Linked DNA regions of Mus musculus: region 1 is linked to region 2. A link is a contact called in public Hi-C data. All regions are on one chromosome and are shown on one strand. Each heading gives the region's core, a stretch centred on a gene start, on an enhancer-like site or on the middle of the called end of the contact. The rest is flanking DNA. Distances are from core to core; before and after follow the strand shown.

The links. Hi-C and Micro-C count contacts between places; a contact is called where the count stands out from the background.
Region 1: a Hi-C map of Th1 cells shows a contact between it and region 2, with 5 times the contacts expected there. The contact joins the promoter of Ndufab1 here to the enhancer-like site in region 2. A contact is called at or near these places in 4 of 39 promoter capture datasets (the C10 cell line, hippocampal neurons, liver and 1 more), 1 of 15 datasets of contacts at CTCF or cohesin (the G1E-ER4 cell line), 23 of 484 Hi-C or Micro-C datasets (CD4 T cells, CD8 T cells, the G1E-ER4 cell line and 16 more) and 2 of 9 other capture datasets (liver and pancreatic islet).

Annotation. Positions count from the first base shown.
Region 1 is chr7:122,099,231-122,105,737 of GRCm38.p6, reverse strand. It overlaps Ndufab1 (NADH:ubiquinone oxidoreductase subunit AB1), which reads left to right and starts at 3,890. Exons shown (of 5, transcript NM_001360744.1): 1 at 3,890-4,083. The coding sequence starts at 3,916.
Region 2 is chr7:122,247,186-122,253,933 of GRCm38.p6, reverse strand. No RefSeq gene overlaps it. Among named protein-coding and RNA genes, the nearest start is that of Gm29903, 6.3 kb to the right of the region's middle. Within about 2 kb of position 2,068, at least 73 of the 459 cell types and tissues checked have an H3K27ac peak or open chromatin away from gene starts, as enhancers often do. A contact at or near this core is called in CD8 T cells, Kupffer cells, Th1 cells and 6 more, where this site is marked.

The sequences.
Region 1 (6,507 bases), core at 2,641-5,140, 150 kb after region 2:
AAGACAGCTACAGTGTACTTACATATAATAATAAATAAATCTTTAAAGAAAAAAAAAAAAAAAAAAAAAGAAAATGTGGGTTCTTAAAGAAGCTTGACCATGACAAGGCAGAATGGTTGCACCAAAAATATATATAAAGATAAGTGGGAGGAGTCTCTGGCTTTGATTTTAGATTAGGAGAAACAAGCATGTTTATGGGTTCATAGGAAAGAACCAGACAGACTATTAAAGGTAGGGAAACGGATAAGGACATCATAATGCTTGCTTAGCATGCACAGGATAGTGAGTTGAAAACCACAGAGAGTATCCACTCATTGGTCTTCCCTCTTCTTGATTTTCTTGTGTTTTGCAAATTGTATCTTGGGTGTTCTCTGTTTCTGGGCTAATATCCACTTATCAGTGAGTGCATATCTAATGACGTCTTTTGTGATTGGGTTACCTCACTAAGGATGATATCCTCCAGATATATCCATTTGTCCAAGAATTTCATAAATCCATTGTTTTTAATAGCTGAGTAGCACTCCATTGTGTAAATGTACCACATTTTCTGCATCCATTCTTCTGTTGAGGGACATCTGGGTTCTTTCCAGCTTCTGGCTATTAGCAGAAGATGGCCTAGTCAGCCATCACTGGGGTGTGTACTAGACAGGCACTGGGGGTGCTACTCACAGTGACCGGAGTACTACTCAAAAGACTCTGCCCTCCCTCGTCTGTCATTTTCTTTAAATATTTTGAGATGGTTTTGCTATGTGGCCAAGCCTGACCTTGAACTCCAGGTTCTCTTATTTTGTCCTTTCAAGTGCTGGGATGACAGGTGTGCACGAGTGTGCCCGGCTTATCTAGGACGCCTCTTAATTACTCATCTTCCCTAGTTCGAGGCTAGCCTGGTCTACAGAGTGAGTTCCAGGACAGCCAGAGCAACACAGAGAAACCCTGTCTCGAAAAACCAAAATAAGAAAAAAGAAAAGAAAATGCCTAAGTATGATTTCCTTGGCACTCTGGATTTTCTCACTGTCTCTATGAAGAGCCGCCCTTTTTTCTACAGTTGCCCTTTGACTTCCGTGCCTGACCCAGAAGGCACGGCTTTCTCCCTCCCTGCCATGACCCTCCTCCTAGCAGCTGTCTGTATTTACAACTCCCCTGCCTTGTTTCTCTCTCAAACTAGTAAAATGGCCCTTCGGCTTAACACACAAACAAAACAATTAAAAAAACAAGCAAACAAAAAATAGTGGGGCAGTGGTGGTGTGTGCCTTTAATCCCAGCACTTGGGAGGCAGAGGCAGGCAGATCTCTGAGTTCAAAGCCAGCCGGGTCTACAGAGTGAGTTCCAGGACAGCCAGGGCTACACAGAGAAACCCTGTCTCCGGGGGGAAAAAAAAAAGAAAGAAAAGAAAGAAAGAATCAAAAGAAAACCAAAAAACCAACACACATGTCTGTTGCTATACAAAGAGAAACTTTAAGTTGGAAGTGGTTATTAAATCATCTGGATTTCAAATACTAAATAACTTTAACAAAATCTAGGAGTTGGGTGGAAGGAAACACACAGGCCATGCAGTGGCCATGCCTTAGCTAAGGTTCCCGGCCATAGCATCACAGGGCCCCATAAACCATTCCCACTCCTCACAGGAAAGGTCAGGATCTTTGGTTGAGATGGCAGTTATTGTAGGCTGAAGTCTTCACAATACTATGACCCCTCCTCCCAATTGTTTTTCCTTGAATACTCCCAATTTTTTTAATGCTCATGATCTCTCTCTCTCTCTCTCTCTTTTTTTTTTTTTTTGTTTGCTTTTTGAGACAGGGTTTCTCTGTGTAGCCTTGGCTGTCCTGGAACTCACTTTGTAGACCAGGCTGGTCTCGAACTCCGAAATCTGCCTGCCTCTGCTTCCTGACTGCTGGGATTAAAGGCGTGTGCCACCACGCCTGGCTATGCTGATAATCTTTAAACAAGAGACTAGTGTCACAGATCTCCAGAAGTCAGGCTACATTAACTGTGTGCTGAGTGAATTCCAAAAGTTATTATACTTGTTGCTAGAAGAGGGCCTCTTTGGAAAGTAGTCAAGTCAAGTCTGAGGGGGATGTTAGTCCAAGTGACTGATCCTCAGGAAACACTGCTTTACCCAGTAGCACAGCTGAGACATAGTAAAATGCAGTGCCCGCATCAGTCAGGCAAGCCAAGGGGTTCTTCTCAAAGGAAGAAACTCATTAAACAAAGCCACTGAGGAACGTTATCAGTGAGCCCCTCCACATATATCCACACGGAGGTTGGCCCATTTGTAATCACACTTTTATCCCCACACTGACTTCTGAGCATGCTCAGTTTAAATCATTGATGAAGGTACTAGGCACATTTTTTAGGTTATGGGGTACACGTTTCTGATATTGAGAGGGATGAACAGGGCCGCTTCTAGGCATGTTCAACTTACACCAGAAAGTCTTAGCTGAAAACAAAGGAAAGGGCACTTTGAAGGTGCGTTAGTGCAGGAGTTTGACTTTGGTGTCTGCCTGCTTAGTGTCTAGTTGGTGTGTGGGCTTCACTTGTCCATTTTTGTTCACCGTCTCAGATCCTGAAGTGTCAAAATGAATTCTACCTGCAAAGCTGTAAGTAACCTGCCTAATCTGTAATATACACACATTGTCCAGTTTCGCTTTTGGCTGTACTGCAGACTGAACCTAGAACGGTCATGCTAGGCAAATTCCCTACATCCATGCATTATCAAAATTTAAAATATGTACTGTTGTACTTCACCATTTCCTGGTCTCCAGGTTACTGTAAGCACACGGAGTTTGGGAGGTTTGTGGAGGGGGGGGTTATTTGTTTATTTATCTATTTTGAGACAGGGCCTTGCTATGTAGTCTAGGCTACCACCATAAGATGATCCTCCTGCCTCAGCCTCTGGAGTTGGGAATGAGGACGTGACAGTCACACCTACTTGGCTACTAGTCTTAAAACTCACACTTATAATGTGTACTGAGTTTTCACTGAAACAACAATAACAAAATCTTAGCGCTATGGGAGAAACGTGACATATTTTATTTTTCAGAGATAGGGTTTCACTATGTAGCCCTGGCTGGCTTGGAACTTGCAGTGTAGACCAGGGTGTTCTTCAACTCTCAGAGATCCTCCTGGCTGCAGAGTGATGGTATTAATGTTGTTTGCCACTATGCCATGATCCCCACCCAACTTTTTTTTTTTTTCTGAAAATGATGCAGTTTTAATATACCATTCTGCAGAAAGGGACACAAAGAAAAGGCAAAAAATTACTGTCGAGTTGATTTTGCCCTGAAATTCCTGCCTCTTTCTCCCATAGGCTAGACATTATAAAATTCACAATCTAGCATATTCCCCTCTCAAATTCTCTATCCTTTTTATTTAGGAGGAAAAACCTTATTTAATGAATTAATTTGAGGCTTGAGAGTGCCCCTTTCGCTGATTGTGGGCCAACCCATATTGTTGATTGCCTAAAACTTCTCTTTATTTATTTATTTTTTAATTATTCACTTTACCTCCCCGCTCCCGGTCAGCCCCTCCCACAATCCTTCCCCCATCCCCATCCCCTTCTCCGTCTCTGAGATGGTGGGGACCCCCCTGGGTACCTCGCTACTTCAAGTCTCGGCGAGGCTAGGCGCTTCCTCTCTACTGACAGCCAACAATATATTTCAGAACTTTGGGAGAAGAATCAAGTCGGTTTCTCTTTTGGGTCAGTGACAGTGTTTAGGGTTAGATGGCATTTGTGCAGTTGCAACCACAGCAGCCCTTGTCCTTCTAAAGGAGGTGGGTGCAGCGCGGCTGGGAGCCGCTAGGGTCCGCCCGCGCCCGCGCAGCCCTCAAGCGCCGCTCTGTACGTCGCCGGCGTACGGCGCTAGCTGCGGCCGCGGCGGGAGGCTGCGGCGCAGTGCATCCTGGGTTGGCGTAGCCATGGCGTCTCGTGTCCTCTGCGCCTGTGTCCGCCGCCTGCCCGCGGCCTTCGCGCCGCTGCCCCGGCTTCCCACGTTGGCCTTGGCGCGGCCGCTCAGCACCACCCTATGCCCTGAGGGAATCCGGAGGAGACCCGGGGCTCTGCAGTCCGCCTTGGCGCTCGCGCAGGTGACTTGCGGTGACTTTGCCGGGGCTAGTCAGGGGTCAGGGCCCCGGGCCGTCCGGGTTGGGGGAGGGGCTGCACAGAACCTGCAGGGGTGATGGGGTACACGGCTAGCCCCACTGCCTGACGGGTTTTGGTTGACCCCTGTCGCGAAGCTAAGTGTCTTATGATTAGAGCACAGGACTTTGACCCAGTCTTTTTTTTTTTTTTTTTTTTTTTTTTTTGGTTTTTCGAGACTCTGTATAGCCCTGGCTATCCTGGAACTCACTTTGTAGACCAGGCTGGCCTTGAACTCAGAAATCCTCCTGCCTCTGCCTCTCGAGTGCTGGGATTAAAGGCGTGCGCCACCATGCCCGGCTTTTGACCCAGTCTTGACTGAAGAACAAAATTGGACACCAGCTCTCATCCTTGCGGAGTGGCAATGAAGTTTAGGTGAGAGTTCGAGTAGAGCACCTACTGCGATTGGCAATTACCGTGGTCACTTCCAAGGACGTACACAAGAGGAAAGCCACTTGCCCATAATAGTCCTCTGCAGAGTATTCTCTAGGTTCCCAGAGTTCTATTGTAATTTCCCCCCTGTGGCACCTTTTGTCTGTGAACTTTCTGGAAGTAAGGATAGGAAACAAGTCCTGTGTAGTTTGCATATTTGATGAAACCAGTGTGGGGCTTAAACTCTGTGAGGATGTCACTTTCAACCCTAACTAGCCCTCTTCCCGCTCCCCTTCTGACTCTTTCCGCTGGTATCAAGCCCTGGCATGGCGTTTTAAGTTCCAGTGTGCATGCAAGGTTAGGAAGTACTGTAGTAGACTTTGGGCCAAGTTGAAGAACCGATTCTCATACTCAGTGACCTTCCTGAAGTAGTGGTTTCAGTCACACCTGCACGCTACAAGAAGAGCTAAGGTTCTACATCCTGTGTTGAGATTCACCGACAGTGTAATAGATAGGCAGGCCATTGTCCCATTGGCTAGACCAAAAGGTTGTCATTATAAAAGTGTTAAAAGGGCAGTAAAGGGGGCTGGTGAGATGGCTCAGTGGGTAAGAGCACCCGACTGCTCTTCCGAAGGTCCAGAGTTCAAATCCCAGCAACCACATGGTGGCTCACAACCATCTGTAACGAGATATTTCGCCCTCTTCTGGTGTGTCTGAAGACAGCTACAGTGTACTTACATGTAATAAATAAATCTTTAAAAAAAAAAAAAGGGCAGTAAAGCTGCTGTGCCTTAGGATCTAGAGACCAATTTCAGATTAAGCTAAAATGTTACTTCTCAAACTTAAGTTGTGCATAAAGTATTTTTGTGGGCTTTCTAGATGGGGTCCTGGGACCATGCTTTGAACAGGTGGTGTGCTCTCTGTCTGCTTTATACAGATAGTAGAGGAACTGCTTTATGCTTACAGAATGGTTTTGGTTACGGTCATTCACAGATGTGGAGACACAGTTGTTTGCAAAACATTTTAGATTTGTTATTGGACTGTGGATGTCCTCTGCACAGCCAGAAAGCAGATGGTAAGCAAGCTTTGTTAAAGGGTTTTCTCTGACTCACCCAGCTTAGATGAGTGAAATCAGTTGGCTTGGAAGTTTCCAGAATATGGAGAGTAGAACAAGGGAGAGTTTTGAAGAGGCGAGGGTTTATGTCAAACAGCTGTGTTTGAGGTGCTTCATTTCCAGAGGTTTGCAGTGAGCAGGTGACAGACATGGCCTTTAAAGCTTTTTTCATAAACAGAAGACAAAGGGGAGCAAGATAGACTCTGATGGTAACTCATCAGGATCAGGCCAGCTTACAGTCACTGCACATAGTGCCATCTTTGGTGCTTAGAGACGATTTATGTCACATGTGAGTCTGGGGAAGAACGCTGCTGAGACAACCTGTTTTGACCACAGGGAAGGTGCTTTTCTTTTTTTTTTTTTTAAGATTTATTTATTTATTATATGTGTGTACACTGTAGCTGTCTTCAGACACTCCAGAAGAGGGCATCAGATTTTTGTTACGGATGGTTGTAAGCCATCATTTGGTTGCTGGGATTTGAACTCAGGACCTTTGGAAGAGCAGTCAGTGCTCTTAACCTCTGAGCCATCTCACCAGCACCGGAAGGTGCTTTTCTAACCTCTGGCAGGAGAAGGTGGTTTCGCTACTCCAAGAGGGAATGCAGGGGAACTTGGGGCAGGATACCTAACCATCCTGTGTCAGTTTCATTGTAAAAGGTAAAGTGCTTATACTACCATAGTCAATCTTTGGGCATACACCTGGCCCTGTAGGAACCTACCAGTGATGCCTGGTGAGCTACTGACACCTAGTGGCCTACATTAGTAACTGCATACCTATAAGACACTCCCAACCACTTTTCTCACGGCCTGTTCTCGGCACTGTTTCTTCTCTTCCATGTTAATTCCACTTCATACCAGCCCTGTGTTTTCTGTGACTGTTGTCTTT
Region 2 (6,748 bases), core at 819-3,318:
AAGGAGAGTTTCTCTTACCTGGTGTTGGAGTTTTTGTTAGGTAATCTTTGGCTCTTGAAGGGAGCAGTGGCAGCCCCTGTGAGAGAATTTCACTTAAATTACATATGTATGTATATTTACACACAGACCTACATGTAAGATGTTTTAGGTAAATAGTTAATAGCATGATTCCTATGACTGTTTAATTTTATTGTTGTTTCTTGTTTTGTTTCATTTTTTATCAAACTCGGGTCATCAACTCAAAACAACTCATAAAAAGCAAGTGTTTTAGCACAAAGCAATCCAAATGTATGCAGATTTGTCCCTTGCTGGGGAAATGACAGTAGGAAAATACCTCTTTGTTTTGTGTAATTGACTCACTGTGTTTTTCTAAGAGCAGAAAATGGGTATTTACAGCAAAAATTTCTGCAGATAGTCAATTGCACCCTTCTCATTCACTGGCTCTGGGTGGCCTGAGGACACAGGCAGTGCAAAGTGGTGTGGGGTGTGCTCAGACTCAAGGCTGCAGCAAAGTCTCAAAGTCTCAAGATGGTGCTGCCAGAGGCACATCCATTCCTTACGTGTATAACTTTGGACTGCCTTTTGGTCAATGCACATTCAAAAACCATTCACTGTTGCCAAATTATCCTGGAGGCCCCCCACATGATGGGCAGTTTAAGGAGCTGTGATGCAAAGGATACTGGGAAGGCGACTCTCAGGAAAGGAAATACAGCTTATAGACACAAGAGAAAGCTCCATCCCACACACAATTAAGGCAATGTAAATTAAAACCATAATGAGGAACTATTTTCTCCTACCAGACGGACAGCGGATGCTCAGGTAGGCTGTGAGCAACTACTTGTACATCAGAAAACAGCACCTCCCACTAGTCAGGTGCGCATCCTGCCCAGCAACTGGCCCATCTGAACTTCAGGCCCACTTGCTGTGCTGCCTGGACCTTTGCAAACAGGTCTCTGAAGTGAGCACCCTGACGCTCTGAAGAAAACATTCTTGGCTTTAACTGGCCGTCAGAGTGTAACTCCACACAGTAGGACTGCACCTCACTGCCTGCCCTTAGCCATTTGAAAGCACTTTGTCTCCATTGCCATGTAGAGAGGCAGAGGCCTCACTACCGACCTCTCCCTTATCCCTACATCAATTTTACTGGGTATTATTACTAATGATGGTAGCCAGCCAGGAAATGTTTGCTGAGAATCTGCACACAGTTAGCCTTTTTCTGACTTCTAATAGTCCCAGTGGTGGTGGGAGGGGGGTGGCGGTTGTGTGCTTTGGGTTTGTTTGTTTGACTTTTATGTTTTGCTTTATTTTTAAGACAGAGTCTTTCTGCATAGCCCAGGCTGGACTTAAGCTCCCGATTTCCCTACCTCAGCTGCCCGAATGCCAGGATGACAGGTGTGCACCACCATGCCCACACACTTTGTTATTTTTCCTTTTTTGAAATTTGCCTATATGACTTGAAGTAATGCATTTAGTAGATCTCTATCCACAGACATCATAATTCATACTAGTTCTGGGTTTTTTTAAATTCTGTGGTTTTTGCAAATCATAAAAACTTACTCTAACTAGCCTAAAGAGCAGGTGTTAGAAGAATGACTATGGTGTGGGTTCTAGGGTACAGTAAAAAATCCAAAGGGACTGAACGACTGTGAATCTGCACAAAGGCAGCAGTTGAAGGGGCTCACATGCTCCTTCCAGTCTATGTTTCCGGCCCCTCCTGTCAAAACCCTGAGGTCCACTATGGTCAAGGGGGTGGGGCACTAGCCTGTCTGCTGTTGAAGCAGTTGCAGGAAAACATGGGTTTCTGGGCAGTCATCTCTGTACTCCTATGATGCAAACGTTAATTGTTCTCCATCAGAATACTTGAGAATGGATTCAAGGTCTGATTGAAGGAAAGGCAGGTGGCCTGTCTCCGATATTATCCACGACAGAGTGCGGGGAACTGGAGATCAGACTGCCTTAGCTCTGAGGGCCTAGTTCTCTTTTCCTTAAGCAATCGGGAAGTCTCTTGCCTCTCTTCTCCCCCTAGCGGGAGGAGAGGTGGTGGCGGTGACGTTTGCCGGGTGTGAGTGGGATGCTATGAAGGTGGAGTGGAGGTGGAGATGTTTGGGGGATGGTTTCAGGTGGTAGTGGTGTTTGAGAGTATTGGAGGTAGTATAAGGTGGGGTGGGGATGGAGTGGTATTTGAAGGGTGGTTTTAGCTTGGGGAATTAACCTGCCGACAGTTTGTCTTGAGATTCTTTTCCTATTTTGTGCACAGAAGTCCCGCTCTGCCCCCTGGTGGAAGCCACCCGAAACTACAAGGAGAAAACGACTTCAGGCCTCTTCTGAGGCAGCCCTTGCTTGCCTTGTTAGATTGTTTCTAGCTATTTTGTTGCGGGCTTTGCCTTAATAGCTCACCTACCTCAGGCCAAGTTCCAGGCCTGCTACCTGTCCTTGACGCTCTAGCACACGCGCAGACTTCCGAGGGCTGCTTTAAGGGCCACAGATAGAATCGCTTTAAAAACAAAGGCAGGGGTTGTAGGGTTGGCTTTGTGGTTAAGAGCATGTATTGCTCTTCCGGAGAACCTAAACTCATCCGTGACAGGTGGCTCACAACCACCTGACTCTAGCTCCAGGGTAGTTGGCACCTCTAGCCTCTGAGAGCATCTACACGCCCACACACGTAATTTAAAATAAATAAAAATTTAAAACCCACCAAAGTATATAATCTTTCAGTTCTGGAAGGAAACTGTCTGAAGCACTCACTGGGCCATATTCCTTCCAATGCCCATAGAGGAGCCCTTCCTTCCCTCTCTGTAGCCTCAAGACATCTAAGCAACCTTCTCTTGGTCGTGAATGTATTGCTCCAGTCCTCTGCCTTCACAGGATCTGCCTTCTCTCTGCATCTCTTCATCCCTCTGTGCCTGTCTCTTTGTCTCCAATTCCTGTTTTCTAAGCAGTACAATACCCTATTATTGGATAAGGATCCACCTGCTCATTAGACGTCATTTAAAGGCTGGGATTAGAAAGCCAACGTGCACTAAGATGAAACGTATCATACTTGGTTGATACCGGTAACTGTGAATTAGACTGTGCACCACTGGTTCCTGATTTGAACATCTGGTCCCCACATAGTGGCTCTGCTTTGTGAGATTATGGAATCTTCAGGAGATGTGGCCTAGCTGGAAGAGCTAAGCCACTAGAGCCTAGCCCATGAAAGTTAGAGTCTAGACCCTGGGTTCACCACTCTCTCCGCTTCCTGGTCCTCAGGAATATGAACTGCTTCCTCTTTATGCTCCCATGGCAACCATGCCTTCCTATTACAATGGACTGAAATTCTAAAATCATAAGCCAAAATAAACATTTCCTCCATTAAGCTAAGTTGCGTAGCTTGGGTATAGGTGTTTGCCAGCAGCTAATAAAACACCTTATTAACCATAACCACATCATTTTTGTAAAGCTCCTCCATTTGGATTAAAGCGACAAGTCCTGAAACCACAATAATTTGATTTTCAAAACTAAAGTAACTTCTTTTTCTAGATATTCTTCCATCTCTCTTCTCATTGGCTGATCCAAAGGTAGCCTGACTGCAAGGCAATACTATCTACCACTCTTCAATTAATGTAGAAGAAACTCAAAGCTACAGGTTTGATTTAATAAATGATTTACTAATAGATTTGCTTAGAAGACATTAAATCACACTCTCATTCATTAATACTGTCATGTGACATGCTTGAAAGACATGGATTAAAAGCAGAAATACAAACCGCTTGCTCATGTCATCCTCAAAGATCTGAATAAACAACTTAGATAGGGTGTTCCTTGTGTCCCAAGTGTGTCAATCAAGTTGATACAAACAAACCAGACACAATCAGTGCTTGTTATGATGAAATGACAGTCTCTTTCACTAGGAGGTCGGCAGTGTCAAAATGAAGCTGAATATCTCTTTCCTTGCCACCTACTTCAGAAACTCTTTAAAGTGGACAATGAGTGTAAGCTGTGCGCTTTCTGTGAGAAGCCCTGGCCACAGAAATAGCCGCTGAAGCTCTGGGTGAAGATAGAATGGTCATGTGGTCCAGATCAGTGGTAGGAACTATACACAAGGTTTTCCCATCGAGCAAGGTGCTTGACGGCAAAGGGCGCCTGCTGCTGAGTCAGGGACGTTCTTGTTCTAGCCCGAGGAATGCTGGAGAGAGAGTCTGTCTGAGGATGCATTGTGGGTGCCAATCTGAGTGTTCTCAGCTTGGTTATTCTATAAAAAGCGGTGGGGGTGGCTATTCCTGGACTGACAGATAGTATTGTGCCTTGGCAATTGGTGCTGAGAAGAGCTAGCAGAATCTGAAAGTCTTTCGATGTCTGAAGAAGATGGTGCCCACCAGTATGTTGTCAGAAGGCCCGTAAACACAGAAGATAAACCCCAGGACGGAAGCATCCAAGATTCACCCTGGTGTCACTCCATGTGTCCTGCAACACAAATGCAGAGGTATTGCCCTGAAGAAATGACACAGTATGAAAAATGAGGAGGAGGCTACAGAAGATGCTAAATCTTTGGCCAAGTATATGAAGGAAAGCCAAAGAAAAAACCAGGAACAGATTGCCAGGAGACGTAGGCTGTACTCGCTGAAAACTTATACTTCTGACTCCAGTCAAAAGTAAGTCTTTAAGAGTAACAAATAAATGATCAGGCCTGGGGAGTGCAATAACCAGGTCACTTTGGGGCTGAGAGAGAGGGCACTGGGTAAAGGAACTTGCTGCTAAGCCCAGTGACCTGAGTTCAATTCCAGAAACCCACAGAATGGGAAAGAATCAACTCCTGCCAGTTGCCCTCTTATTTCCACACGTATGCTATGGTACACCCTACCCCCTGCATGCACACATAAAATAAAAATAAATAAATAAGCATACAATATTTTATGAGTCACATATGTTTCTCACATCAGATCCACTGGAGCACAGCCTGGCCAGGTTAACCTCACGCTATTATCTCTGCTCCAAGTCTGTCTTCTGCCCCAGACTGTTAGGTCGCACTGCTCAGTTTTGCATGAGTGTTAAAGGCTTGGTGGTGTCCGGGTGTATATTATCACTGACAAGGACACTTTAAGAACTGTGGCCTATTGGAAGGGTGTTAGGTCATTGGGGTCACGCTTTCAAAGAGATGGTGGTTCTCTTCCTTTTTTTTCTTTGTCTTTTTATTTTTCTTTTGTTTTTGTTGTTTTCGCTTCCTGGAAGTCATGAAGCAAGCAGCTTTGTTTCCATGAGTGTCCCTAGCGACATGGTCATACCAACCAAAACGCAATAGACTGACTGGCCATAGACTGAGACCATGAGCCAAAACAGCCCCACCCCTCCCTCCAACCTCCACCCTGCCCCATAAGGTAATGACTCGGCCATTCTGTTAGTGTAATGGAAAGCTGGCAAGCACACTTACCACAGAGGTGGTGGTGGAAATCTGGAGCAGTTCCCTATCTGCTCCCCAGTGGCTTGGGGAAGGCTGCCCTGAAGTGAGGAGCTAGCAGATATACCTGCCAGGTCTTGAGGGCTGGTGACAATGTCCCCGCCATTCGCTGTTTTGTTTGTTTTGTTTTTATTTATTGAGACAGGGACTTATGCAGCCCAGACTGGCCTCAAACTTGCTGTGTAACTGAGACAGGCCTGAACTTCTGGTCCTCCTGCCTCTCTCTACCTCCTAAATGCTGGGCTTTCCGGCCACTGCCAGGGCCGATCTCTCTCATTGTTTTGTTTTGTTTTACCCATTTTCACATGACTACTCGTGGTTGGAGAAACTTCCTAAGCTCTGGGAGACCCGATCCCAGTGGTGTGCTCCCCTGGAATGAAGACCACAGACTTGTCCAGCTGTTGGACCAAACCGTCTCACACTATGGCCCTTATCATGCTCAACCCTCACCTGTGAGTCCCCGACTACCATCAGCGATGCCCAGAAAACGCCACCTGTCCCTTCTCCACTGGAAGTTTACCAGCAGCCATTAACATTTGGCAATTAAATTTTATTTTCTTCACTCAACATTTTCGAGTGCAGGAATTCTCCATGTAAAGACATCAGAGCAAGTCAGAAGTTTCTCTCTGTTCAGTGGGGACTGTCCCATGTCCTCAAGAGAACCCCGGTTGCTAGTTTGCTGCTCATTCTTCCAGAACTACTTTTCAAAATGCACTTTAGACTAATGGAGTCTGGGTACACATGTGCATAATTTATAGAACTGTTAGATCAAGGGAACTTCAGCTCTGGGAATCGCTCATCCCAATTGTACCTTAAAAAGTCTCCTTAAACATTTTAGCACCAGCCGCTCTCTGGTGCCCCCACCTTCCTTTCCTCTGAGGTCAGCTGTCAGTTACCCTTCTCCAAATCTGTTCTCGTCTCTCTGGGTTCATGACCAGTGACTTGTCACGTTGCTGTGACAAAGTGTCCAACAGGAGCAATTGAAGGAAGGGTTAATTTGTGGTCCTGGTTTGAGGGTTGTGATGGTTGTGTGGGGGAAGGCTTGTTGGTAAAAAGGCAGGGCACAGGAAGCAGAAAGAGATGCGTGCCGTTAGCCTTTTTATTCAGTCTCTGAGCAGGGGCTGCCCACATTTAGGGCAGGTGTTCCCTTCTCAGTTAGCTTCTCCGGAAACACCCTCATGAGCGCAGCGAGAGATGTGTCTCCTAGGTGATTCTAAATGCAGTCAGGTTGGCAACAGAGGTTAACAATCACAGCCTGCTGTTCCTTTCTTGGATTTGCAAACCCACGTCTGTCACTGAAATGTGTCCTGAGTT